7 separate regions of the Mus musculus genome follow, and regions 1, 3, 4, 5, 6 and 7 are each linked to region 2. Evidence: chromatin contacts called from public Hi-C, HiChIP or PLAC-seq and promoter capture Hi-C data. All regions are on one chromosome and are shown on one strand. The core of a region is the stretch at or near the end of the contact, and the rest is flanking DNA. Distances in the headings are between cores, read along the strand shown.

Evidence for each region. Promoter capture Hi-C pulls out the DNA fragments that hold promoters and counts their contacts. Hi-C and Micro-C count contacts between places; a contact is called where the count stands out from the background. HiChIP or PLAC-seq counts read pairs in DNA pulled down with a chosen protein or histone mark. Capture Hi-C pulls out chosen DNA fragments and counts their contacts.
Region 1: a contact with region 2 is called in a Hi-C map of B cells, with 9 read pairs. The contact joins the promoter of Gosr1 here to the promoter of Taok1 in region 2. A contact is called at or near these places in 2 of 39 promoter capture datasets (cranial neural crest and neutrophils), 1 of 484 Hi-C or Micro-C datasets (B cells) and 1 of 115 datasets of contacts at active chromatin or transcription factors (large pre-B cells).
Region 3: a contact with region 2 is called in a promoter capture Hi-C map of neutrophils, with 4 times the contacts expected there. The contact joins the promoter of Unc119 here to the promoter of Taok1 in region 2. A contact is called at or near these places in 2 of 39 promoter capture datasets (embryonic stem cells and neutrophils).
Region 4: an H3K27ac HiChIP or PLAC-seq map of extraembryonic endoderm stem cells shows a contact between it and region 2, with 3 times the contacts expected there. The contact joins the promoter of Cpd here to the promoter of Taok1 in region 2. A contact is called at or near these places in 2 of 39 promoter capture datasets (cranial neural crest and second pharyngeal arch cranial neural crest) and 1 of 115 datasets of contacts at active chromatin or transcription factors (extraembryonic endoderm stem cells).
Region 5: a Hi-C map of muscle stem cells shows a contact between it and region 2, with 4 times the contacts expected there. The contact joins the promoter of 2610507B11Rik here to the promoter of Taok1 in region 2. A contact is called at or near these places in 1 of 39 promoter capture datasets (cranial neural crest), 1 of 484 Hi-C or Micro-C datasets (muscle stem cells) and 1 of 115 datasets of contacts at active chromatin or transcription factors (cardiomyocytes).
Region 6: a contact with region 2 is called in a promoter capture Hi-C map of liver, with 3 times the contacts expected there. The contact joins the promoter of Rskr here to the promoter of Taok1 in region 2. A contact is called at or near these places in 3 of 39 promoter capture datasets (cranial neural crest, embryonic stem cells and neutrophils) and 1 of 9 other capture datasets (liver).
Region 7: an H3K27ac HiChIP or PLAC-seq map of extraembryonic endoderm stem cells shows a contact between it and region 2, with 4 times the contacts expected there. The contact joins the promoter of Blmh here to the promoter of Taok1 in region 2. A contact is called at or near these places in 2 of 484 Hi-C or Micro-C datasets (embryonic stem cells and uterus) and 7 of 115 datasets of contacts at active chromatin or transcription factors (the SCID.adh cell line, embryonic stem cells, extraembryonic endoderm stem cells and 2 more).

What each region holds. Positions count from the first base shown.
Region 1 is chr11:76,761,981-76,765,437 of GRCm38.p6, reverse strand. Gosr1 (golgi SNAP receptor complex member 1) reads left to right here and starts at 1,860. Exons shown (of 9, transcript NM_016810.4): 1 at 1,860-1,918. The coding sequence starts at 1,888.
Region 2 is chr11:77,606,060-77,609,567 of GRCm38.p6, reverse strand. It overlaps Taok1 (TAO kinase 1), which reads left to right and starts at 1,753. Exons shown (of 21, transcript NM_001364134.1): 1 at 1,753-2,360.
Region 3 is chr11:78,342,189-78,345,299 of GRCm38.p6, reverse strand. Unc119 (unc-119 lipid binding chaperone) reads right to left here and starts at 1,805. Exons shown (of 5, transcript NM_011676.3): 1 at 1,514-1,805. The coding sequence starts at 1,733. It overlaps Pigs (phosphatidylinositol glycan anchor biosynthesis, class S), which reads right to left. Exons shown (of 12, transcript NM_201406.1): 12 at 2,524-3,111.
Region 4 is chr11:76,845,711-76,849,133 of GRCm38.p6, reverse strand. It overlaps Cpd (carboxypeptidase D), which reads left to right and starts at 2,126. Exons shown (of 21, transcript NM_007754.2): 1 at 2,126-2,910. The coding sequence starts at 2,168.
Region 5 is chr11:78,260,310-78,263,620 of GRCm38.p6, reverse strand. 2610507B11Rik (RIKEN cDNA 2610507B11 gene) reads right to left here and starts at 1,867. Exons shown (of 39, transcript NM_001002004.2): 1 at 1,704-1,867; 2 at 793-922; 3 at 1-31. The coding sequence starts at 1,771.
Region 6 is chr11:78,289,340-78,292,831 of GRCm38.p6, reverse strand. Rskr (ribosomal protein S6 kinase related) reads right to left here and starts at 1,991. Exons shown (of 12, transcript NM_001287206.1): 1 at 1,893-1,991; 2 at 1,163-1,408; 3 at 994-1,077; 4 at 802-870; 5 at 358-427; 6 at 34-138. The coding sequence starts at 1,949. 2610507B11Rik (RIKEN cDNA 2610507B11 gene) reads right to left here. Exons shown (of 39, transcript NM_001002004.2): 38 at 3,412-3,492; 39 at 2,207-3,028. The coding sequence ends at 2,849.
Region 7 is chr11:76,944,177-76,947,276 of GRCm38.p6, reverse strand. It overlaps Blmh (bleomycin hydrolase), which reads right to left and starts at 1,621. Exons shown (of 12, transcript NM_178645.4): 1 at 1,384-1,621; 2 at 838-1,035. The coding sequence starts at 1,396.

The DNA.
Region 1 (3,457 bases), core at 611-3,110, 840 kb after region 2:
ATTGCTTACATAGCCCTGGCTGTCCTGGAACTCACTGTGTAAACCGGACCATCTCAAACTCACAGAAATCCACTTGCCTTTGCCTCCCAAGGGCTGGAATTAAAGGAGCACGCCACCACACCCAGCTATAAACAATCGTGTGACCAATGGTTTTAAAAAGCATCAGCAGGGAACAGTCTCCACAAAGAAAAGAAGAAGTGAGTGCAAAAGACCTGAAAAAGTCAATGATGGGAATAAGCTCACCAGATAGGTTCAGCAGCAACCTGCAGCGGGCAGGGAAACACCCGCTAGTCTGTCAATCACCCTGCAGGCAGAATAGAAGATGTTCTCCAAACAGAACAATGGGAAATCGAGTTTAAGAAATGCATAGCCAGGGACCTGGGGAGATGGCCCAGTGTCCTGAACAAAGAATGATCTGCAATCGCTGTGCTATTTTCAAGCAAGTTTGGTTTTTAGGTATACAGCAAACAGAAATGAAAGAAAGAGACAGCAAGCAGGAGGTAGTAGTTCATGAGATCAGACACTTACGTCATCCAGCAGAAAGCAACGGAGGAGACCTGGAGAGCAAAAACCAGCTAGTTGGAGCCTCTCTCTGACCCACAAAAAGGGTTCCAGGAAGAACGGCTTCTCTTAGGTAAGATGTCCAATGAACCATTCCCACCGTGGGCATCTTTATGTCAGGAAGGTCAGAGGGAATGATCAGCTGTGATCAAGGACACGGTGTGTTAACTCAGATACTCTCCTTCTGTCCTCCCGGACCTGGTATTTTTTACTCTTTGGGCCATTTTGCTACACTATTGCTTTCTCACAGAGCCAGCCAGGTAGCCCATCCCCAGCCAGGGGGTCTCTGGGACAATTTACAAGAAATATGCTTGGGTATTAAGTATGTGTGTGACTGGGGCACGGGGTGACAACCCTATGTCCACAACCAGCTTTTCAATGGACTTAAACAACACATAACAATTTATTACTATAATGCATATTATACTCAGCCAGTAAATTGCTTGGCATGCATGCATTAGGATGTGAGTTCAGATCCCTAGGACAAACATGAAAAGGCCAGGCGTGTCATCATATGTCTGTAATCCCAGCACTGGGAAAGCCAAAACTGGGGCTGGATAGCCAGCTAGTCTAACGACATCAGTGAGCTTCAGGCTGTGGGCACATGGAAGCTGTTAGCAAGGGACAGAGGACTGATGCTCTGCTGTAGACATAGGGAAGTCAACCAGGGAAGGAACTTTACATACTGGACAGTGGAAGATGGGCAGGAAAAGAACCACTGGCTCTGAGAAAGGAAAATGCTGATTGAAGGTACTTTTTCTTTTTCTTTTTCTTTTTCTTCTTGAGACATTTATCCCCACCTAGCCTTGAACTCTCTATGTAGCTGAGGATGACCTTGAACTTCTGGTCTTTTTATCCCCACATTCTGAGTACTAGGATTAAAGGCATATACTACCATGTTCTGTTTATGGAATGCTGGGGGTCGAACCCAGACCCTCTTACATTCAGGCAAGGCACCTGCCCCATTAAGCTTGACACCACCACCACCACCCCCCCACCTCCGGTCCCAAGACATCCTATTTAAGGGGAGATAATGGAAATTGTGTCTCTCCTCTAAGTCACCCGCTGAAAAGAACAATCCGAGATGAAGAAATTGAAGACTGAAGACTGAAAAGATGTGGTATGAACACCCAGAACAGCTAAACGACGCTTTCAAACGAGCTACTTAAAGCTGTAAAATAACGAATTGTCCACCAGGTGGCAGTGTCTAAGGAGGCTAGCGTATCCCATCAGCCTCGGCGCTCGGGGGTGGAAGAAGGCGTGGAGGTGACTCTCTGGCCTTCAAGGCCTCTACTCGCCTGTCCCGACTGACGTTGGGCAACAAAGATGGCGGCAGGAACCAGCAATTACTGGGAAGGTGAGGGCAAGGCCTCGGAGTGGGTTCCACCGGGTGCAGAGTGAACTTAATGAGGCTGGATCTTGAGGGAGGCAGCAGAGGGAAGAGCCAGGCTACGGAATGAGCCACACTTTGGGATGAGGTTGTCCAAGAGGAGCCCTGGGCCTGGGAACTTGGGGAAGGAGCTGGGGCGGAGTGAGCCGGACCTGGGAAGGGGTTGGGTCCGGGAGTGGAGGGAGCCGGGATGGAGAGGAAGAGGCGCCTGAGGCTCCAGATGGAAGTGTGTGAGGGGTAGTGAGGCTCTCCGGATGGGGCTGCGGGGACGAGCTCTTGGGAGGAGGGTGTTGAGCAACAATATCCAGAGCCCGGAAGACGAGCAGTCAGAACCTTGGAGTTGAGGTCACTGTCAGACAACTAGGAGTGAGGAGGGACTTGTCAGCGCCAGCCTTGCAGGGATATTTTAGTGGATGGTCGTCTCCTCCTGGACCCCAACTGGCAATTTGAGATTGAGACTTTAATGACGACTGGGTGACAGAATACTGAAAATAACTGTACCTTCTTCCCTGGACTCCAAGATCGGTTTTGTTAAAAATGATAGCAAAAAAAGGTTCTAATGAATACGTTTGCTGTTCGTCTCCCGCCAGGAAAACCTTCAGTTGTGCTTATTTAATTCCTGAAAGTCTGGTCCACTCAAGTGAGGTCACACAAAACCTTCCTAGTCCACAGTGATCCACAGAGATCAGAAATGGCCCACTTTGTTTCATTTAACCTTTTGCTTATTTAGTTTTTAAGCCTATTTCCTCTTTTTGTCCCATGAAGCCCCTGGGAAATATGGTATTGTCACCATCAGCCAGTAGATCTAAGGGACTGAATTTTATGTTCTGTCATGTTTTCAAAATACATTCTACTTTATGCTTTTCATTAGACTAAATAGATAAATAGAATTACAGAGAAACATGCCTATAGTTTAAAATGTGTATTTAAAATGCCCTTTGGAAATACTTGTCGTAGCTAGAATTTCTTTTTAAACTATGTAGATAGGAGTAGCTGCTATGATAGTCATTATTGATAGTCATTAGGCTGTGGGTTTTTGAAACACTATACTGTAATAATTAAAGCAATTAATATATTGACAATATATCTTTGTACCAGATGCTTTAAGCATGTATAGAAAAACTGAAAGCTTGAGGTTTTTAAATGAACTGGATCATCAGTAAATCTCAAAGACAATAGGTGGCTGAGCTGACGTTAGGAGTGGGATTTGGTCTCTGGGTAGATACACTCCACCATATAATTCTGCTTCCTGCCTTGGATTGCAAAATATAATGACACAGTGTCTTGATATTCTTTAGTCCTGAGACATTCTTACATTATTCCTTCCTGTGTTTACTCCTTTCATTTGAATTTCACCATGAACACACACACACACATACACATATATGCATGCATACATACATACATACGTACGTATGTACATACATATTGGGTTTCCAAGTATGGCTCCTTTCATTCAGCCGTTCAGAAACCAAGCTTCTACACCAGTTTATCTGTTTGCTTCTA
Region 2 (3,508 bases), core at 504-3,003:
CTGGGAGAGGTACATAGGACACCACACTAGGAACACACACACTTTGTGTCTGTATGAATGTGTTTGTATGTATATATATATTTGGTTCTTTTTTGAGACAGGGTCTCTCTATGGAGCCATGGCTGTCCTGAAACTTGCCTTGTAGATCAGGCTGGCTTCCAACTTACAGAGATCCTCCTGTCTCTGCTTCCTGAGTACTAGAACTAAAATTGTGCATCACCATACTCCGCTAAAAGAGGTGGGTTTTTTTGTTTGTTTTTTTGTTTTGTTTTTTTTTTTTTTTGTTTTGTTTTGAGACAGGGTTTCTCTGTATAGCCCAGGCTGTCCTGGAACTCACTTTGTAGACCAGGCTGGCCTCGAACTCAGAAATCCACCTGCCTCTGCCTCCTGAGTGCTGGGATTAAAGGCGTTCGCCACCATACCTAGCTGAGTTTTCTGGCTTTTTTTTTTGTTGTTGTTGTTTTGTTTTTTTTTTCTTTTTGTTTTTTTTTTTTAATTTTTTTTTCATTTTTTCTCTCTTCTTTTTTTCTTTTTTCTTCTTTGAGTTTTCTGTTTTTTAAAAAGATTTTAATTAACGTGTGTGTGTGTGTGTGTGTGTTGGTTTTGAGTTGTCTTACACGGGTGCTGGAAAACTGTCCTCTGCAAGACCAAGCAGAACTTGCTCTTAATTTCTGAACCCCCTCTTGCGCTCTTGCTCTCTCTCTGTCAATATCTAGAGAGGTTGTTAAAGTATAGCTCAAGCTGGCCTCTATCTAACTCAGGCTCATGATTTCCTGCCTCAGCCTCTTGTGTTGGGTGGGATTACAGAATACAGGTGTGACCCATCACTACCAGGTCACTTGTTAGATCCTCAATAACAATTACAGTCTGTTCTAGCTAAAGTCCTAGACTAGATCGGGGGTGACTGAAGATGGTGTGTGTGTATGTGTTTTAAAAAACTGTTTCTAAACCCACGCTAAGATTTACCTCTTTCCTACATAGACTACTTTACTTTGTTGCTTTTAGACTGGGTTTCACTGTGTAACCCTGACTAACCCAGAATGTACTAGGTAGACCAGGCTGGCCTAGAACTCGGATCTACCTGCCTCTGCTTCCTGATTACTGGCCAACTTGCTTCTTTTATACTGAAAAAGATCTTTTACTCTAAGTCTACAAAGCCCTTTGAAGTTCTTTTTCTTCCATCACAAATATGGCTTATATGAAAGTCTTTAACTGCCGTTCCCAAACTAACCATCAGTACCGCACAAACGCAGGTACATAGTGATTATGCTGCGAAGTTTATCCCTGAGTCCCACGAGGAGTCCAACTAAGGTGTGTGTAGGAATGAGATGTTCTCCACTTTGGAGCAAAGTTTCAGTTTGGCAGTATTAGTGGGAGGCTGCTGTTCTGGAGGTGGGAAGAGGGAAGGACTGCGCGGAGCTCTTCTCCCCAGGATTTCCGGGACTGACTAGCACGCACCTGACGCCCGCGTAGCGAAGGCGAGCTGAGGGTGGGACTGGACCAAGCCTAGCACTCCGGGCCACTCGGGCCACTCGGGCCACTCCGCCCAGCTTTAAGTATTCGCGCACTCCCGAGAGGACGCCCGCGCGCCCGCGCCCGCGCGCGCATACTGTCCTGTCTCGCGCAGGGTCGGGCCTGTCAGGCAAGAACTCTCGCGAGATCTGAGGCTGAGATGTCTGTCGGGAGGAGGGGAGTGGTGTCGGGAAGGGGGGGGGGAGAGAACCTGGGCAGCGGCCGAGCTCTGTGGCTTCAGGGCTTGGAAGGAGAGAGGGAGGGTGGCGAAGAGAGTGAGCCGGTGCCGCCGCCCGCTTGAGGAGAGAGGAGGGGTCCCACTCGCCTTGCGCCCTTCGCGGGCTGAGAGCGCGGAGCAGTCGCGAACCTCCCAGGCCTCTCGGCCCCCGGGGACCCCGCCCCGCGGCCCGACGGCCCGCGGCCTCTCTTCTCTTTGTGAGCGCCCCCTTCCCAGGGGTGGTAGTGGTGGCGGAGGGGTGCGCGTGGGCCCGCCCGCCAAGGGGCCGCGGCGGGGGACCGACAGGGCCTCGGCTGGGAGGACCGGAGGCGGCCGAGGCCCCGGTCCGGTTCCCCCGAGGCGGCGGCGGCGGCGACTCCCGGCACTTCCCCCGCGCCATCTTAACTGAGCCGGAGCGTTAAGGGCGCCTCCTCGACCCCGGTCGTCCCCTCGTCCCCCCCTCCCTCCCCCCGGCCCCTTGTCGTAGAGCCTGGGCTGGGTGGCTGGGGGGGGGGCGGCGGTCTGTCGCCGGGCCCCCTCCTCCTCACTCCTCGCTCTCCAGCGCTGCGGCCACCGGAGCGCTCCAGGGGTCTGCGCCCGTCTGCTCTGCCCCAGACCTGCCGGCGAAGGGGTAAGGGCACCTCTGCTTTGGGAAAGGAAGACATGGAGGGGGCGGGGAGATTGTGCCCACTCAGGCCTCTCCGGGTGAAAGAAGAGATCGGGGATAGAGTGGGGGAGGGAGACAGGGAGGGTCTGTGAATCTGTGGGTGGGGTGAAGAAACTGGTGAGCTGGGCGCCCTCCTGTTTTGAGGGGCCAGAGCAATTGCATTCCTTTTTCCTAAGGGTCACCGGAAGAGGTGGTGGAAGGGGATGTTTCTAAGAAGGTGTGGCTCTAGTTAGGGAGATTTGAGTTGACGTGCACCCCGATTTAAAGGCGCGAGGTCCCTTTCTGGTCTCTGCTCCCGCTCCTCCTCCTTTGTAGCGTCTGTATTCTTGGGAATGGAGAATGCTCTGGACAGCCAACTGGATGATTTCCACTCCTCCCCAAGGAAGTCTGTACCTTTCTAATGTAAGGGGTGATGGAAGCATCCCCCCCCCCCATCTTCTAGTCTACTGCAGTGCTGCAGGAGTACAAGTCAGTTTCTTCGTACACATACCCATGCATACACAGAAGTGGGGGTGGGGGGCTGGAGCAATGGCGCTTCCCTTGGAGAGCTTAGTTTTTTTTTCCCTTTGCTTTTTAAATCGATGACAGTACTGTTCGGATATTCCCCTGAGATATGTCCATGGGAAGTATGTCCGCTCTTGTTACTGTTGGGATATGGCCTCGTGTTAGAACAGTTTTGATGTCTCTCTTACTCTGTTTTGAGAGAGGGGAGAATTCCTGGATGAACTGTTAAAGGGTCCCCTTTGGCTTTTGTAGTTCTTTGAGAATTATTAGAAATTATTACATTGAAACTCATATAATCAGACGTTTGCCTCGGGCTGTGACTTTTTAAGGTTAATAATATTTTGCATGACATTGATACAGAAAGTCTCTGAAAATTGTTACAAACTTTCATGTAGCAGATATTCCTTCTTAAGGAAATGTAAGGTGATGCACCCAATTCTGTTATGATCTGTGTTCTGTACTCATTTTTTTCTTTTTTGCTTCATGTCATCCTAATTTTAAAAGAAACCATCTTGTCTTGGCAGTAGTACTTGTTGATTTTTGTGGTTAGTAGAAGCAGAAATAACAGTTTTAGCATTCTGGTAAGTGCCTTTTGAAACAAAAACTTA
Region 3 (3,111 bases), core at 556-3,055, 740 kb before region 2:
CATGCTGTGACTTCACCTGGAAGCTTCCTCCATTGCAAAATAAGCCTCCAGTTATCCAGGCCAGAGGCCAGTGAACCTGCCCTCCAACGCACAGGGCCAAGCTAAGCTGTAAGGTCTCCTGTTGCAAAAGGCAGCAGCCCACGGGCTTCCACATCAGCCTGGTCAAGGCCCCTCCCTCCACTGAGGGCTGCCTGGCCAAGGAAGCAAGTGCTGGGGAAGTCTAGCCAAGAATGCCGCTGTCTAGCCCTGGAAGGAGGAGGGAGGCCCCTGGGGACCCAGATGCACAAGCTCAGGCCTGTCATCCTGGTCCCCTCCACAGCTGTCTGGGAGCCCTGGGCTCTGCTGCTCCTGAGGCTAGCGGGTTTATTTCCACACTAGCACCCGTGTCCATCCCAGAGAAGGGAAGTCTAAGCTCACAAGTGGAGCCGGAGCAGGTTGCTGGTGACCTACCCATTCCAAGGCAACCCGCCACTGTCTCTCCAAATACCTTCCATTCCTCAAGGCTCAGCCAACCTTTTGCCAGAAGACTCTCTAGTCCTTGTGCACTGTCTGTAGCGGTGCCTGCCTTGGCCCTGAACGATCACTTATCTGCCTGCAGGCAGCCACTCTGAACAGTCCTATGTAGCTTCCAACACTGTTGATAAAGGAACCCTGTTGACAGCGTGCACAGCATGCCAAACATTGTCCAAAATCAGAAGACTGGCTTTATTTTTCACAATAACCTTGAGGGAGGTAACATTGTTCTTGTTCCCATTTTACAGATGGGAAAAAAAAAAAAAAAAAAAAAAAAAAGCAAACATGCTCCTGCAAATGAAATTACATCCCCAAGGTCACACAGCCAATTTCCGGGCAAACTCTGGGACTCTAATCCAGGTAGCACAGCTCAGAAACTCAGTTTCAGTGGAGACTAGCCTTCCCTTGATGAGAGAGCCCTGGAAAAAGAACAAGTCCTGACTTGGGGGGAGGGGGGTCACGCACTTGCTTCCATCACAGGGCCCACAGCCAACAGACGGAAGCACCCGTATCAGCAATGTTCCTGGGCAGAGTATGGCCTCAGCCTTCCTCGGGGAAGCAGAGTGAGGGCTATAACGGTCGGTCAGGGAGCCTGAAGGTTTTCCTTGCCTCCACCTAGCCTGATGTGGCCACTGAAGACAGCCTGCAATGAGGCACACTCCTCTGTGCGAGCACCCTCAAAGGGTTCCGAAGACTCCACTGGGGAAAGGGTTACAGATGCAGCTGCTGCCCCACCTCCACCATGGGAAAAGGGGTGGGCCCCTTGAAAAAGAAGGAGTGGGGTGAAAAGAAGCCACTTCAAGGAGAGGAGGGGGCGCATCAAGAGACCAAGGGAAAGAGCACAGAGATTTCAGGCTTGGAGGCAAAGAGAGAGAGAGTAAGGGGATACAGAGGAGGGGCACTGCGTGGGGGAGGGGTGGGGGCTGGACTCTGAGCCTCGTGGGCCCCCTCCCGCGCTCTCCCTCCAGCCCGCGGGTGGCGCTCCCTCGCCGGTGCTCACCACCCGTGATCCGCTGCAGCCCCAGCACATCCTCCGGCCCGATGGGCTGCTTGCCCTGCAGCGGCCCCAGCCTGGGCCCCGGGCCTGGCTCCGGCTCCGACTCGGACCCGGACTCAGCTTCCGCCCCAGGCTCCCGCGTGGGCTCCGCGCTCCGGTTCGAGGCCCCTGGAACGGGCTCCGCCCCCGACCCGGTCCCGCCGCCGCCTTTCTTCACCTTCATGGCCTCGCGGGGCCGCAGATCCTCGCCCGCTGCCACCGCCGCCGCTGCTTGCGCCGGCTGGAGCCAGGGGAAGGGGGAGCGTCCGCCGCCCCACCCCCGGCCGGGCCCCAGGTGCCGTCCCGCCTTGGTCACGCCCACGGGAGGCGGGTCACACATACCCCGCCCACCGCCTGGCGTCTCCAGCGGGGGAGCCAGAATCCTGGGGGTCCTTGTGAACTTTTTGACAATGTAGATTCTTTTTGACAATGTAGTTACCGAATACCTCTCCTCTTTCTCTCCTGGGTTCCAACCTCAAGGTCTTTCCCTGATACCTTTGTCCTGACTTCAGCCCAGGTCTCAACCCACCCAGTTCTAAAGTACTTCTTCTCAATTTCCAGCTAACCAGCCCTTTTTTTTTTGTAATACATTAAGTGAAATTCTTGCTTGTTCCCTGACCCTTCCTCCTCAAAGGTCAGCTCTATGAAAGCAGAGATGCTCTATACACTGTTCCTCGTAACACCCTAGCACTACCACACAGCTCCTTGCAGCCAGTACCCACCCAGTATTTTCCTTTGTTGAATTGAGTTGCTATCCCAGGGCTGTCACTGGCTCAAGCTACTCCCCACTAGAACTCCTGCTAAAAGCTGCTTCAGGCACCCTACAATCCGCAGGCACCCTACAACATGCAGGCAGCACAGCCCAGGTGTCGAGCCGTCCCCAGGATGCTCAGGACGGGAGGCAGGAAGAACACATGGTGAGCTAGAACAGGTCAGTCTGCTTCTCACACAAGAACGAGTTATGGTCATCCATATCAACTCATATTCAACCAACGTTTAATAACAGTCTAATGTATGTTTTTAAAGAGCCCAATATACAGAACACTTTTACAGGCTTATCACATTTAATCCAGCCCCTTTCTGAGGGTGACATCATCAGTGCTTTCCCACCAATGGAAACCTGAGGCTCAGGTGAGGAGCGAGGAGCGGCTTAGCTGATGCTCTCTAGTCTGTTAAGTGCAGAAGCCGGAGTCTGATTCAGGCCTGTTGGGTTCCAAGTCAGAAATGTTTTCTCCTGTTCCACACTACCTCTCTGAAAGGGTAGAGGGGAACCTTAGCCACAAGGTAGAAGATCCTAAGCCACTGCCTCCTAGACCAGGCTGTCCCCAGTGGGTGACGCCAGTCAAGAAGCTGAGGAAGGAGGGAGGTGGTCTCAGAAGTGGAGAGGACAGGGCTACAATTCAACTCAAGTACTCCCCTAAATTCACCTCTCAGTGCGTTTGTATGCTGTGCTGACAGGCTGCAAGGACAAAGTACCCCTGTCCAGAGGTAGGCACACAAAGGCTTTCAAGTTCGAGCCAGATATGGAGATCAGGAAGGGTACCTTCTGAGGCTTGTAGGCA
Region 4 (3,423 bases), core at 877-3,376, 760 kb after region 2:
GCTGAGGTACCTAGAAGAGGCTCTGGGAGGATGCAGAGACCACCTGTCTAGAGGATGCTGAAGCCAACTGAATTGACTGCTAGATGCACTATCAACCTGTTGTACTGCCTGCAAGTTATGTAGTGCCCTCCAGTTTTCCAGTTTATGAGCCATCGCCCATGTGGAGTGGGCTTTTGGCGATGCAGCTATTGTCTTTGAGTGATTTCTGCTCCTGTAAGCAACCCCTGACTCATATTCCTGTAAGTAACATCAATAAAATTCATTGATTCACCAAGTTGAATTTTAGTAGTATCCTTGCTTTGGTCTGTCATTGGTTCCATATCTGTGGTGAGCAGACATTTGTTCATGTCTCTGCAGGAATAGTTTCACACAGCACTGCTTGTTACCATGGCAATGTTCAATTTGGAGCCAGCCTGCCATCCTCTCTCTGGGTCCGCAGGAACTGTCCCATTTCACCCCTAAAGTCATTTCCAGCCATTTCTTTCCATTTCCACCAGCTCCATCCTTGTTCAAGGACTCAGTACCTTCTTGGATTATGTGCTTCTTGTGGGTCTCTTGGCCTCATGTTTAAGATTGCCTATTCTGTTCTTCAAGTTACTGCCAGGGGGAGATTTTTCTAAATTAGCTTCAAACCCATCCTTGGCTCTTTATTGATACCTCTGTGATCCCCTTCACCAGTAACCTGAACCTACAAACAATTCTAGAACACCTAGGCTCTGCTCGTAAACTTTCCAACCTCCCGTGCATGCTCCTCCTTCTATCCAGAATTCTTCACTCCCATCTTGGCTTCTTCCCTAGCTTCTTGGTTGCCTTCTCCTCAGACTGAATGAGGTTTTCCTCAGGAATGTCCCCACAGATGTATTGCATTGTTCATCCCTGCATTGGATCTCTAACTATGCAAGCAATGCCTTGCTTCCCAGCTTCTAGCTTTGACAGACACCAATTACTCAATAAATACTCAGTAATCAGTGAATTCCACGGGCTCTATGAAGATTCAATTAGAGTTCAGAAACTCGAACCATCCAGCACCGAAAGAAGGGAATGATAATGGTTATCACAATTATGTCATTAGATGGGTTAGAATTTCACGCTTGATAAAAGGATTGCCAAACTTCAAATTTCTTCAAGCTAACGTGATTAAACTTTACTTGGAAGGTTAGGTTTTTCTGGACTTACCCAAATACCTTGGGGGAAGTACACTTGCCAAGCAGGTATTTCTAGACATGGCAAATCTATCTCTTAAAGACAGCATTCCAAAACTATAGCTATGGCTGTATAGAGGTGATCTAGATGCTCCTACTCAAAAGAAGTGTGAGAGGAGGGTAAGGTCACTAAAAAACGATATCTCCTCAGTGAGAGCAGAGACCAGCACACAAAGAAGATAGTTACAATCCAACACTTTTGAATGGCCAATTAAGACCACATTAAGACAGAGGGCGCCTACTATGGAAGTTTCCACTTAATAAAGGAGATACCTAGTCACGCGACAAATCAAAAATAGAATTGATTGCTTTATGAGGTGTCTCATTCTCTTCAACTGCATGTAGGCAGATGGGCTCAAGCCCAGGCAGAACCGATCAAGGGGGATGGGGGGGGGGCGGGGAGGAAGGTGCAAAGGAGATGGGACTAAGGAGGTCTTTGATTCTCCAAGGAGATTAAGATTCTTTCTAACTTCCTGATTTTCTCAAGAGTCCTTTAATCTTTGGAACCTTTCGATTCTTTTGATTACTGACTCTAAAGCATTAAAGCGTAGCTAAGAAATGCTGCAACGAAGAAGGGGGCTAGTAAAAGCTCTCAGAGAATTTCAGAGGAGAAGCCATAAAGAAGAGACTGAGCAAAAAACAAAACAAAACAAAACAAAACAAAACAAAACGAGAGAAGTAGAAGAGGAAATAGGGAGGCGGGAAGACAGAGGGTAGAACCTTAGTGGAGGAAAGGAAAGCGACTAAAGTCCCTAAGGACTGGAGTGGAGACACGCCCAGAGGGAAAATCGTCCGCTTTAAGGAAAGCCCCGCCCCCTAGAGTGACACCCAAGCATTCAAGGCTACGATTGGCTAAGGCTGGAAGGCGGGATGGGGTTGCTAGGCGCGGAGGGGATCCGGCGGGCTGCCGCCTCCCGGAGTGTGGAGCCGCTGGAGCGGAGCGGTATTAGCGGCGTTGCTGGAAGATGGCGAGCGGCCGGGATGAGCGGCCGCCCTGGCGGCTGGGACGCCTGCGTCTGCTGCCGCCGCCACCGCTGCTGCTGCTGCTGCTGCTACTGAGGAGCTCGGCCCAGGCGGCGCACATCAAGAAGGCTGAGGCGACCACGACAACCGTTGGCGGCTCCGAGGCGGCCGAGGGCCAGTTTGACCACTACTACCACGAAGCGGCGCTGGGCGAGGCGCTGGAAGCGGCGGCGGCCGCGGGGCCACCCGGCCTGGCGCGTCTCTTCAGCATCGGCAGCTCGGTGGAGGGCCGGCCGCTGTGGGTGCTGCGCCTCACAGCGGGCCTGGGGCCGCCGCCCACCGCCGCCGCGGGGCTGGACGCCGCGGGGCCGCTGCTGCCCGGCCGGCCGCAGGTGAAGCTGGTGGGTAACATGCACGGCGACGAGACGGTGTCACGCCAGGTGTTGGTCTACCTGGCCCGCGAGCTGGCGTCGGGCTACCGCCGCGGGGACCCGCGCCTGGTCCGCCTGCTCAACACCACCGACGTGTATTTGCTGCCCAGCCTGAACCCGGATGGCTTCGAACGTGCCCGCGAGGGTGACTGCGGCCTCGGCGACAGCGGCCCGCCTGGGACCAGCGGCCGTGACAACAGCCGAGGCCGCGACCTCAACCGCAGCTTCCCTGACCAGTTCAGCACCGGCGAGCCACCTTCCCTGGATGAGGTGCCGGAGGTGCGCGCCCTCATCGACTGGATCCGCAGGAACAAGTAAGCGTTGCCTGACTGCTTTCGGTCCCACGTGAGCCTTCGAGGCCAGGAGGCTTATTTTGACAGCCAGCAGGCGCCCAAACAGTGCTTGCCAGCCTAAGGGGTCGGGGGCAGTCGGTGTGGAGAGTGACACCCAGTAACTGGAACGGAGGCCAGGTTGCAGTACCTCTTCCTCTTGCTAACTGTAAAGAAGCCTGCTTGTGGCTGTCATTTGTGCAGGGCAAGCCGGGGGGCTTTTTCCCCCCTCCCATTCTATCCCTATTTTTGAAAGACCATCGTATATGAGCAACGGGTACGGATTTTAAGGATTCCTAAGTTAGCACCTTCATTATGTATGTAGCTAAGCTTGTCACTAGAAGCACTGTGGCAAGCACTTTCTGCGACTGCATTATGTCACTCGATGTTGACCACAACCGGGCGACCTAGACACCACTCATATCCTCTAGACACCACTGGTACTCTTGTTTTGCATACGGGGAAATTGAAGGGCAGACTGGTTGACTAACATCGGGG
Region 5 (3,311 bases), core at 618-3,117, 650 kb before region 2:
GTTTGCTGGAAATCCACAAGTTGTCAATTTCCTAAAATGACAGTAAAGACAGCCGTGTACCTGGTTGCTAGGAAATCAATGATGGGCAGGTTTATGAACCAGCAAAGGTCCTGAGTCCCAGGAGAAGGGAGTTCTATTGGTCCTCCCGACAAATCCTCTTTCCCTGGTTTCTCTGATCAACGTGGCTATCCTGCTCCTCATGATGATGTTAGCTGAATTTGCTTAGCAGTTCTCTTTTTATGAACAAGTTGCCACCCTATTTCCTCTCTTAAATTAGAACAGTGAGTTTGCTGTTTCCTGTAATCTTTCTCTGTTTACTTCCATATCTTTCTTCCATACCCTGGATACTCTGTGTCATTAGTTTGGTACTAGATACTAAAGAGGACCCAGCAGATACCAGGCTCTACCACTGAACCACTATTCCAGCTCATTTTAATTTTGAGAGAAGCACTCACTAAGTTGCCTAGGCAGAGCTTGAATTTATAATTCTCTTGCTTCGGCCTCTTGAGAAACAAGAATTACAGGTTTATACCACCAGATCTAGTCCCATAAACACTTGAAACAACTGGCATCTATTGCAGAGTCCTCCAAGTAGCTCCTAAGATCCTCTTGACAATAATAATAATAACAACAACAAAAACAACAACAACAAGGGTGGAGTTAACTAGGAAAACTACCCATGGAGGAAGCTAAAGTTTGAAACCCCCTCCAAACCAACACACACACCACACACTCCCGCCCTTCTCCTCTCTCTCTCTCTCTCTCTTTCTCTCTGCAATTCCCGGAACTCACCACCGTCTGCTGGTGCTGCTGAAACTTAAGACTGACATTCTGGATCCAAAAAAATCGGAAGGAGCCAATCTTTAGCTCTGCCTGCAACTTGCGCTGACACCACCTGGTGGCCAACCGGACCACAAGCCACCTGCAGAAAAAAAACAGTTGGATTATAAGACCCTCTACCCTTTTTGATTCTAGAAAGGCCTTGCAAGGGGTGGTATCCTGAAGCCGGATTTTTCTTAGGAACTTTACGATTTTCCTAAAATATTTCTCTAGTCATACTCATTTAGGCACAACAACCAGAACTACGGGCCCCTAAATTCAAACAAAACTAGGCAAACGAAACTCACCCTCTAAAAGAGGTCAAAAAAAAAAAAAAAAAAAAAAAAAAAGAAAGAAAGAAAGAATAAACAAAGAAACCCTCAAATCTTTAGGAACCCAAAGTAAAAAGAGGTCCTCAAAAGGCAAAGTGAAGGCAGTCGTGTTAAATACGTCATCGCACACTCCTTAGAGGGTCCCTGTCTGCGTCCCCACCCTGCAGCCGTTTCCGAGAAGGCAGAGGTCACTCTCGGAACTGCTCAAACACCGCTCTGCTCTAGCCAGCCAGTCCTCCCGACCTCTCTGCAGGGCGCGGCTGCAGGTGCCCTTCGCAATCTGGGAAGAGGACACGGAGGCGAACGGGGCAGGAAAGGGAGACCACCGAGGGAGGCCCCCTCCCTCACACGCAAACATTCGGTTCCCGGACTGGACATTGCTTCGGGTCCAGCCAGATGCTTCAGCGCCCCTGCCCCCACCTCGCTTCCCCTCGCCTCGGCTGAGCGCCCCCTCCTGCTCGCGCCCCCTCCGCCTAAGGCGCCCGACCAACCCGCGCCTCCTCCAGCCGGTCTTCCTCGACCCCCCCGACCCTGTGGCTAGAATCCCCTCACCGGCCTAGGAAGAGTGCGCTAAGCGCAACCAGCAGCAAGACCAACAGCGCGGAGAGAAATAGAGGCATTTAGGTCCGGGTCCGGCCCGGCCTGGCCCCGACCCCCGCCATGCCGGGCCCTGACGCCGGAACCGCACAGCGCCGCGGCGGGCTTCGGCCGCGCACGCACACGCACGGCGAGGAAGCGTTAGTGCGCGCGCGCGTGTCCCCGCCCCGGCGGCTCGTGGACCAGCCGGCTGGCTCCCTCCACGACCCGCCCCGACCCGCCCCGACCCGCCCCAACCCGCGCGCGCGTGCGCGAGCCCTGAGGGCCGACCAGCGGCTTGCGCGGAGTGGAGGCGTGGCTCTGGAGAGGGAGGGCGGGGCGGACCGCGAACGCGCGGTCCTGCGCGCTACACCTAGAGCGCAGCCTGCGCGGCACGCCGCGGAGCTCCGGGTTCGCGCTGAGGGCGGGGGATCGGAGTCCGCACGAGCTCGCCGGGCGGTGACCAGGATGGGTCGTTTCTACCACTTTGAGGTTCCACTTCCAAAACGCATTCCCTAGGCCATTAAGAGCCGGCCTGGCTGGTGCCGGGCGTGGTGGTGCAGGCCTTTAATCCCAGCACTCAGGAGGCAGAGGCAGGCGGATTTCTGAGTTTGAGGCCAGCCTGGTCTACAAAGTGAGTTCCAGGACAGCTAGGGCTATAAAGAGAAACCCTGTCTCAAAAAAACAAAACAACAACAACAAAAGTTATGTGTCTGTAGGTCATAAGTGATCCTGTCTGAAAAGATTACAGAGAAAATTAAGAGGTAATTCAAAGACCTCAGCTATCTATCATCTCACCCCACAAGGAAACCAACTTTGTTTACTGTCTGAATACTGTTCCAGATAGTATCTTCTTATCTTTTTTTTTTTTTTTTTTTTTTTTTTGAGACAGGGTTTCTCTGTGTAGCCCTCTGTAGACCAGGCTGGCCTCGAACTCAGAAATCTGCCTGCCTCTGCCTCCCAAGTGCTAGGATTAAAGGCATGTGTCACCATGCCTGGGCCAGATAGTATCTTCTAACATCCTTCATGGGGAGAGCCATTCTGTATTTTTAGGTTTGTGCGATTGTGTATAGCACCACCCAGAACAGGGTGAAATATAGAAATAGTGAATATTGTTTTACCCTTTACAGATTATCTGGGAAGCAATTTTAATTACATGAAATACAGAGTTCAAGGTCAAATCAAGCCAGAGTGAATTTTGCATTCTTCATTGTTAAATGAAGGAAGTAGATAAGGTCTGTTATGCTTATTCTCATGAGTCAGTGTCTGACTAATGACTTACTAACACAGTACCAGATAAACACAGTACCAGATAAAGAAATCCAGATGGTTCCAAGGTATTATGAAGTATTTTGTGTTCTTGGTTCTCAGATCCTAATCTGCATATAATTCTTCCAGATTTTTTTGATTGGCCTCTTCAAATAACAACTTCAAGGCCTGTGAGATGGATCTATAGGTAAAGGCACTTGCTGGCCCGAGGAATTGATTTCCATCCTCAAAATCCACAAACTATCCTCTAAACTACACACACCGGTTCATCTTCAAAATCTGTAGCTTTTTGTTCAAGTGTGGTTTCTCAGTGTT
Region 6 (3,492 bases), core at 742-3,241, 680 kb before region 2:
CCTTTTTATTTCCTTTACCACATTTGCACTTACACAGTACAAGGACCAGTTCAGCTGCAAAGAGACGGATAGAATCCTCTGGAAACCAACCAACAGTAGACCACAGGGAGTAGAGATCCATGCTGCAGTAGCTACACACTGCAAAGTAACACAAGTCTAGGCAATACTGAGGTCTATACATAATGCCTAGGCTCAAGGCATTATGGACCTCCTGCCCAAACTAATGCCACCATCTGTTTCCCTCTTTTGGAATATAGAAATGTTATGAGGAGTGGAGCCAAACAAAGGCAGAATAATGTCAGGTGGGGAGGGCAGTATATGGATCTTTGGGGGTGAAGACAAAGCTCAGTCACTCACTAATAAAGAGGTGTTGTTTCCCCTGCCAGCTGTCCCCCAAACTGTGTACAAAAGGATGGTTGATCTGTCGCTATGGACAAAGAAAACAGCAAGTTAGGAAAACAAGCTTCTTGATGATAAAGGCAGCTAAGAAATCACATGTTGCCTTGTGTAGAAGTGAACTGCTGCTTCACCTTCTGATTCAGAACTCATTTAGGACTCTTGGAAAACCTTGGAGCCAGCACACTGCTTAGGAGCACACCACGATACACTGTAGAGTCCCCTGGCAGAACTTGGAGCTTGTCCTCAGCTAATAACTACTTTTCTCAGGATTTACTTTGGTGCTATCTACTCCAGGACGGACACATACAGGGAAGGTAGACCCAAGAAAACCAGGTAAGTTGGAAAAAGGTACTTTCTCCAACAAATTCAGGTCTCCAGCCATGCTTTCAGAACTCTGCATACCTGGATGCTAACCTCTTCTTTGCACTGCCTCAGCGTATCCCGCTGTAGAACTTTTACTTTGGGCACCACCTATAAGTGTAGAGGCATGGTAACTCATGAAAATCATGCTATTTTAACTTGTTCCCCCTAATCTCTGGAACTAAAGATTGTAAACAGGATCTACTGAGTAAGCTACATCGCTTGACTTCCTACCTTCACTGCAAATACAGCTTTCTGGGCACAATCTAGCACTTTCAGGACAGTTCCAAACGAACCTTTAGCCACAAGGCCTAAAATCTGAACAAAGAAGAGGGAAACTGAGACTGGTTGTTTGTAGATTCCTCCCTAAAACAGACACTTCCCAGGGGCTATGGTGACCTACCTTCAGCTCCTGCTGCTCCCTAACAGGCCTCACGGGAAACTCTGGTAGAAAGAGGCTGATGAACTGAGGCACTGGCCACTCAGACTGAGGCTTCTCTAGTAGCAGTGGGGCTGGCTGGAGCAGCTCCTGATGTAGGCACTGATGCCTCTGTAGTCCCCATAGTTCTTCCAGACCTGACCTGATGGTCCCCATACCACACCAGAGGCTCTTCCAGCCTTGGACCCAGTGACCCTGGATGTTGTCACCCTGCTGAGAAGGGAGCCATTCTAAGCCTGCTCATGAAGCACTGCAGGTTCTGCCCATCTTAACAGGCACCCCTTCCTCTAGTCTTAACCAATGCTGTGGTGACCCCCAACCATAAAACTGTTACTTCATAACTGCAGTATAAGTACCTGATATGCAGGATATCTAATGTAACCCGTGTGAAAGGAGTCACAACACACATGCTGACAACCACTTATCTAGAGGGAAGGAAAATTCCCAGGCTTTGTGATGTGACCTAAATTTCCTTGACTTAATTCAAAATCTCCATGACAATAACAGGTTTATGTTTTCACAACAAAACAGGAATACAACCTGTGCATAAGTGAGTTCTATAGCCTTTATGCCCACCCCAACAATGGATATCAGTGACAGTCTCCTAACTGGGCACTTTCTAGCCTCAGGCCCCTACATCTTTCATTTCCCTCCCATAGGCAGCCAGAGCCTATACCAGAGCCCCATACCCTACCTTCTGAGGAGCAGACACCCGGGTGTGTTGTCCCTGCCGACAGCTTACTGCTCCCATTTCCAGCCTCTGCCTCTTTTCGCGCTGCTAAATCTGTTGTCCAAGTTACATAAGCAATTCCTCCCTCTGATGCTGCATTACCCATGAGCCCCACCTCTTCCAGTGTACACAGACCCATCAGCTTTAGGTCAGCATCATACCCAAACTGGGAAGTATATGTGATTGTGGTAAGACTTCAAGGCAGAGGAGAAAGACAAGACCAGTCATTACTGGGGCAGTTAAAAAATGTGTTGGGTTAGTGAGGAGGGAAGGACACAGACAACTTGAACGCTTTTACTCAATACAATTAAAAAAGGCCAACATCAAATTTAAAATATTTTTTCTTTAAATCTCTTTTTTCTCCATTCTCCTGGGCATACCCCAGGGAGGAAAGTAAGGTACCCATGGCCAGCCCTGGCTCCTAATGCCATCCTCCCAAGTGAGCACAGACTGGGAAGTTTATCCCCCAAACCCAACACCTCTTAGACAACAAGGCAGTGGAGTGAGGCACAGAGGATCAGACTCCTTCCCTTAGCTTATTGGCACAAAGGGAGAGCAATTACATTTAGAAATATATATATATGTTTTATATATATATATCTTTATAAAAATTTATCATACTTGATCAAAACTATCCCCCAACCCTTTCTGTTGCCCCGAAAGAGCAGGATACTAGGCTTGGACACAATCCCTGGGTCTTCTGGTTTTCTTGCCCCTGTGGCCCTGGGTCTAATCCCATGAGAGGGAACCCAGCGCTTTGTCCACCATGCCCTGCAGGGACAGGCCAGCTGTTGAACAATGTCTCTCAGTTCCCATATGCCCCACAAATCCTGCAGGATGAAGGGAAGCTCTGCCCACCCTCAAGTCCCTGGATCCTGAGCCAGAGTCAATTCTATACTGTAGTCACTTGGGTCTCCACATCACTTGCGCCTGCCGAAGATGGACTTCTTGCCAGGGTTCTTGTCGCCCACACTTAAACCAATGAGGAGCCGAGCTTTCTCTTCTTCCTGCTGTTGCATGTTCAGGTCACACTTTGTTTCTAGCTTTCCCCGGACCTCAGACCCCGTTGCAGGTTTCAGCCTTAGTTTTTCTTTGATTACCTGGCAGTGGAAAGGAATAAAAGGAAAGGAAAAATTAGTGAAACGGGGTGTACAATTTAAAGTGAACCAATTCAAAGATTTATTAAGCTTATATGTAAACACAAAAGGGCACTTCAAAGTATATAGATAATAGTCTGCTTGTAAGAAGCTTACAATCTAATCAGAACCATCATAAAGCTGATGTTGTAGAAGCCCTTAATTCCCTCAAAATTAATGAGTCACTAGCATACCAGGGCAAAGGCATGGACAAACAAGGACAGATCAGTCATTATCTGCCCCTTTCCTGGCCATCTCTTAATACAGCACAGAAGAGAAGGCTCTTAAAAAGGCAATGTGCTTGCCAGTCCCTGCTAACGAAACAGCCATGAGCCCTGGCGAGATACCTGGGCAACCAGAGCTTTTCGGCTGTCCCTTTTGACAGCCATGGCAAAGTCCAGCCATGTCCACGTGTTGTTGTGGTACTC
Region 7 (3,100 bases), core at 372-2,871, 660 kb after region 2:
GAATTGCCTTAAGTAGCAATAACATATTTTCTGTCAATACACATAGACTTGGAGTAGTTTCCAAATAAGGGGAAAAAAAATGCAAGGTCCCTTTGGTTCAATTTTTTTGAGACTATTTCTCCTGTTTGGATTCCTAGATAACCAATCTCTCAGTGTAGATGTATTTTCAACAGTTGTAACTGGACAGCAGACAGCAAAACAACAATTCTCAGCCAGCAAGGAATGAGAACTCAAAATACTACAAAGTAACTACTGACAGGAACTATGAGAATAGCAACTCCAGCTGCAACCACAGAGCATATTTAAAAATAGCCGGTTACAATCTGTTGTAATCACTTTATGTTTTTTTCTATTTTATACATTTGGACTTTAGGGCAATTCTGGGACATCTCCTATGGTATGGATATTTTTCCATTAATTATTAATTATTTGGCACAGGCCAAATCTGTTAGTACATAGCTCATCTTTTGCTTTAGGTTTATCTGTCTGCAACTTGATAAGCTGTTTCTCTCTTCTGCTACTTCTAGATGAACTGTTAAGATTAAAACTGCACGAGAACAAACCGCACACATCCAACATCACATAATATCAAAACATGATGATATGCATTCAAAGACCACCATCTGTCACGTTAGGAAACAAACTAAATGCTAATAGGCCACAGAACACTGAAGCCACCACACAGGTGATGTTCTTGGGCCTGCCCTTTTCTAGTGCCTATTCTCTGGCTTACTACAAGTTCTGTCAATGCTACAAAGCTCTGTTATCCCAGGGCCATTTTTAGGACAACAAAATGTGCTGCTGTCAATAAAGTAGGCAAGAAGTCGTAGACCTCACCAGAGCTCTTCTGGTTGGTGACTGGCTTGCCTTCCTGAGGCACAACGTGTTGAAACACATGCTGAGCACCCTGGACCGTGGCCCTCCTCAGACATATGTCCAGCAGATCGTGGGTGGTCCCGACATTCTGGGCAAGTACGAACTGAGGGTCAGAATTTAGTTTCTGGATCAAAGCAGATACCTTCTCCGAATTTAGTCCTGTGGGAAGATCAAACGCCATTATAATTATATCCCCTCCCAAAGAGGCTGACGGGGACAGCTTTAGGATAGGGTCACCGTAGATCCTAGATTTAACTTCGCAAGAGCATCCTGCAGAGTGCTGTACCAGAAAGCCCTCTCCCGGCATCCTCCCCGCGTGATGTCGTCTCTCTCCTGGTGCTCTCCCACCCTCCCGGAGGGCTACATCCCGGCCCTCGCCTAGGTCCGTCCCCCCCTCCCCACCCACCCCCATCCCATCCCACGGCCTTTCACGCCGCCGGGCCTCACGGGTCCGCCGAGCCCGGGAGAGGACCCGGGAAAACACTCGTGGTACCAGCGGTGCCTCACCTGCGTTGTTCATGGCGCCCAAACTGCTTCGTGGAGGAAACGTTAGTTTTCAGGGTTTTCAGGTGAGCTCTGGGGTTACACTACAGTCCGCTGCCTAGCTGGCCGGACCTGGTTCTCGCACCCTAAGCGCCGGAAGAAGGAAACCCGCTCAATGGTGGCCGAGAGAAACGGGGTCCGCGGAGGGACAAAACTCCCCCCTCGCGTTGCTGAGTCAGCGCCATCGGGGCTAGCCCCGCCCGGGGGAGGGCCGACAGGGGCGGCCTTTCAGACTCTGGGGCCCGCACCTCGGCCCGGGAGCGGCAGGGCGAAGCCACCCACGATTGCAGCCCCCACTGCCAGCATTGCTCACTCTTCGCCTCGGCTGCGCCCTCCGCCATCTGTGATCCCTCTTCCTGGCTTCAAGGGCGCCCTCCCGGGATCCCAAGCTCCTAGAGGAAGGAGGCTGAGGGTTCCGTGCTGATGAACCCAGATCCCTCACTGTCTAGCATTGGGGAAACTGACGCTTAGAACTCCTTTGAGAAGCCAGAGGAGGTTTTGTGAAGTGAAAAGGAAGTAAGGGACCCAAAATTAGCCATGGGACGGCAGATCTCAAGAAATCCACCCAAAGGCTTTTCCTGTAGGCACTTAGCTGACCAATCTGTTCATCTTTTTCAATTGCAACTTGTTGCTTAGAGTCTAGTGAGAACAAAGTTCTTGTATTTGAAAGGATTTTGGAACCAATCTCTTTCCCACCCACCCATAAGCTACTACCACGGTTCTACAAATACACATCTGCTCATTTCATCTACACATTCTGGGCTTCGCAAGGCTCATGAGTGGTTCCTATTGAGCCCAGCTTGGGCTAAGGAGAATGATTACGTCAATTTTATGCTTTTTTTTTTTTTTTTTTTTTTGCTAATATCTACAAAACCTGTAAATCACACACACACACACACACACACACACACACACACAGAGTCTTCGAGATAATTAATCAGTTTTTCAAGACGGGGCGGGAGAGTCCACTGCATAATAAAATAAGTACAAATGCACACTGTAGCCTTACTATTCAGATTTTCCATGGAGCCTAAAACCTAAGTCTTAAATTGAAAATCACCCATGGTTCAGAGGAATTCTGATGTCTGGAAAGTGCCACATGCAGACAGCCATCTGTCACTTGAGAATTCAGTCTCTGTGTCCCTGAGAGACTTAGCTAAAGACCTGCAATTCGACATAGCAACCATCTCCAAGGGAGCCCATCAACTACCCTATCCTGTGGGGCTTTTTTTTTTATTTTTTCCATTTTCTGAAGAAAAAAGAAACAAGCTACAACTCATGCTGAAAGAAATCATGGGCCCTTTCACCAAATAAATAAATAAATAAACAAACAAATAAATAAACAATAAAAATGATGTTCAAACTTCCTGCCCAATTGGACTCAGCCCAAAGAATAAAATTGTATTCAACATTTGTGGTGTAACAGGTCCTCAGCAAGTTTCTGCTGATATAAAAAAAATTAAAAACTTTAATCTTGTCATCAAGAGACTCATGATGTGGGACTGGGAGATAGCCCAGCAGATAAAAGCACTTGCTGATGATCTTCCAGGGGACCCAAGTTCGGGTCCCAACACTCAAGTCAGAAAACTGTAAGTCCAGTTCCAATGGGTCCAGCCAACACTTCCTTCTGGCTACCATGGGCACTCATCCCATGTGCACACCTATACACAGAGACATACAC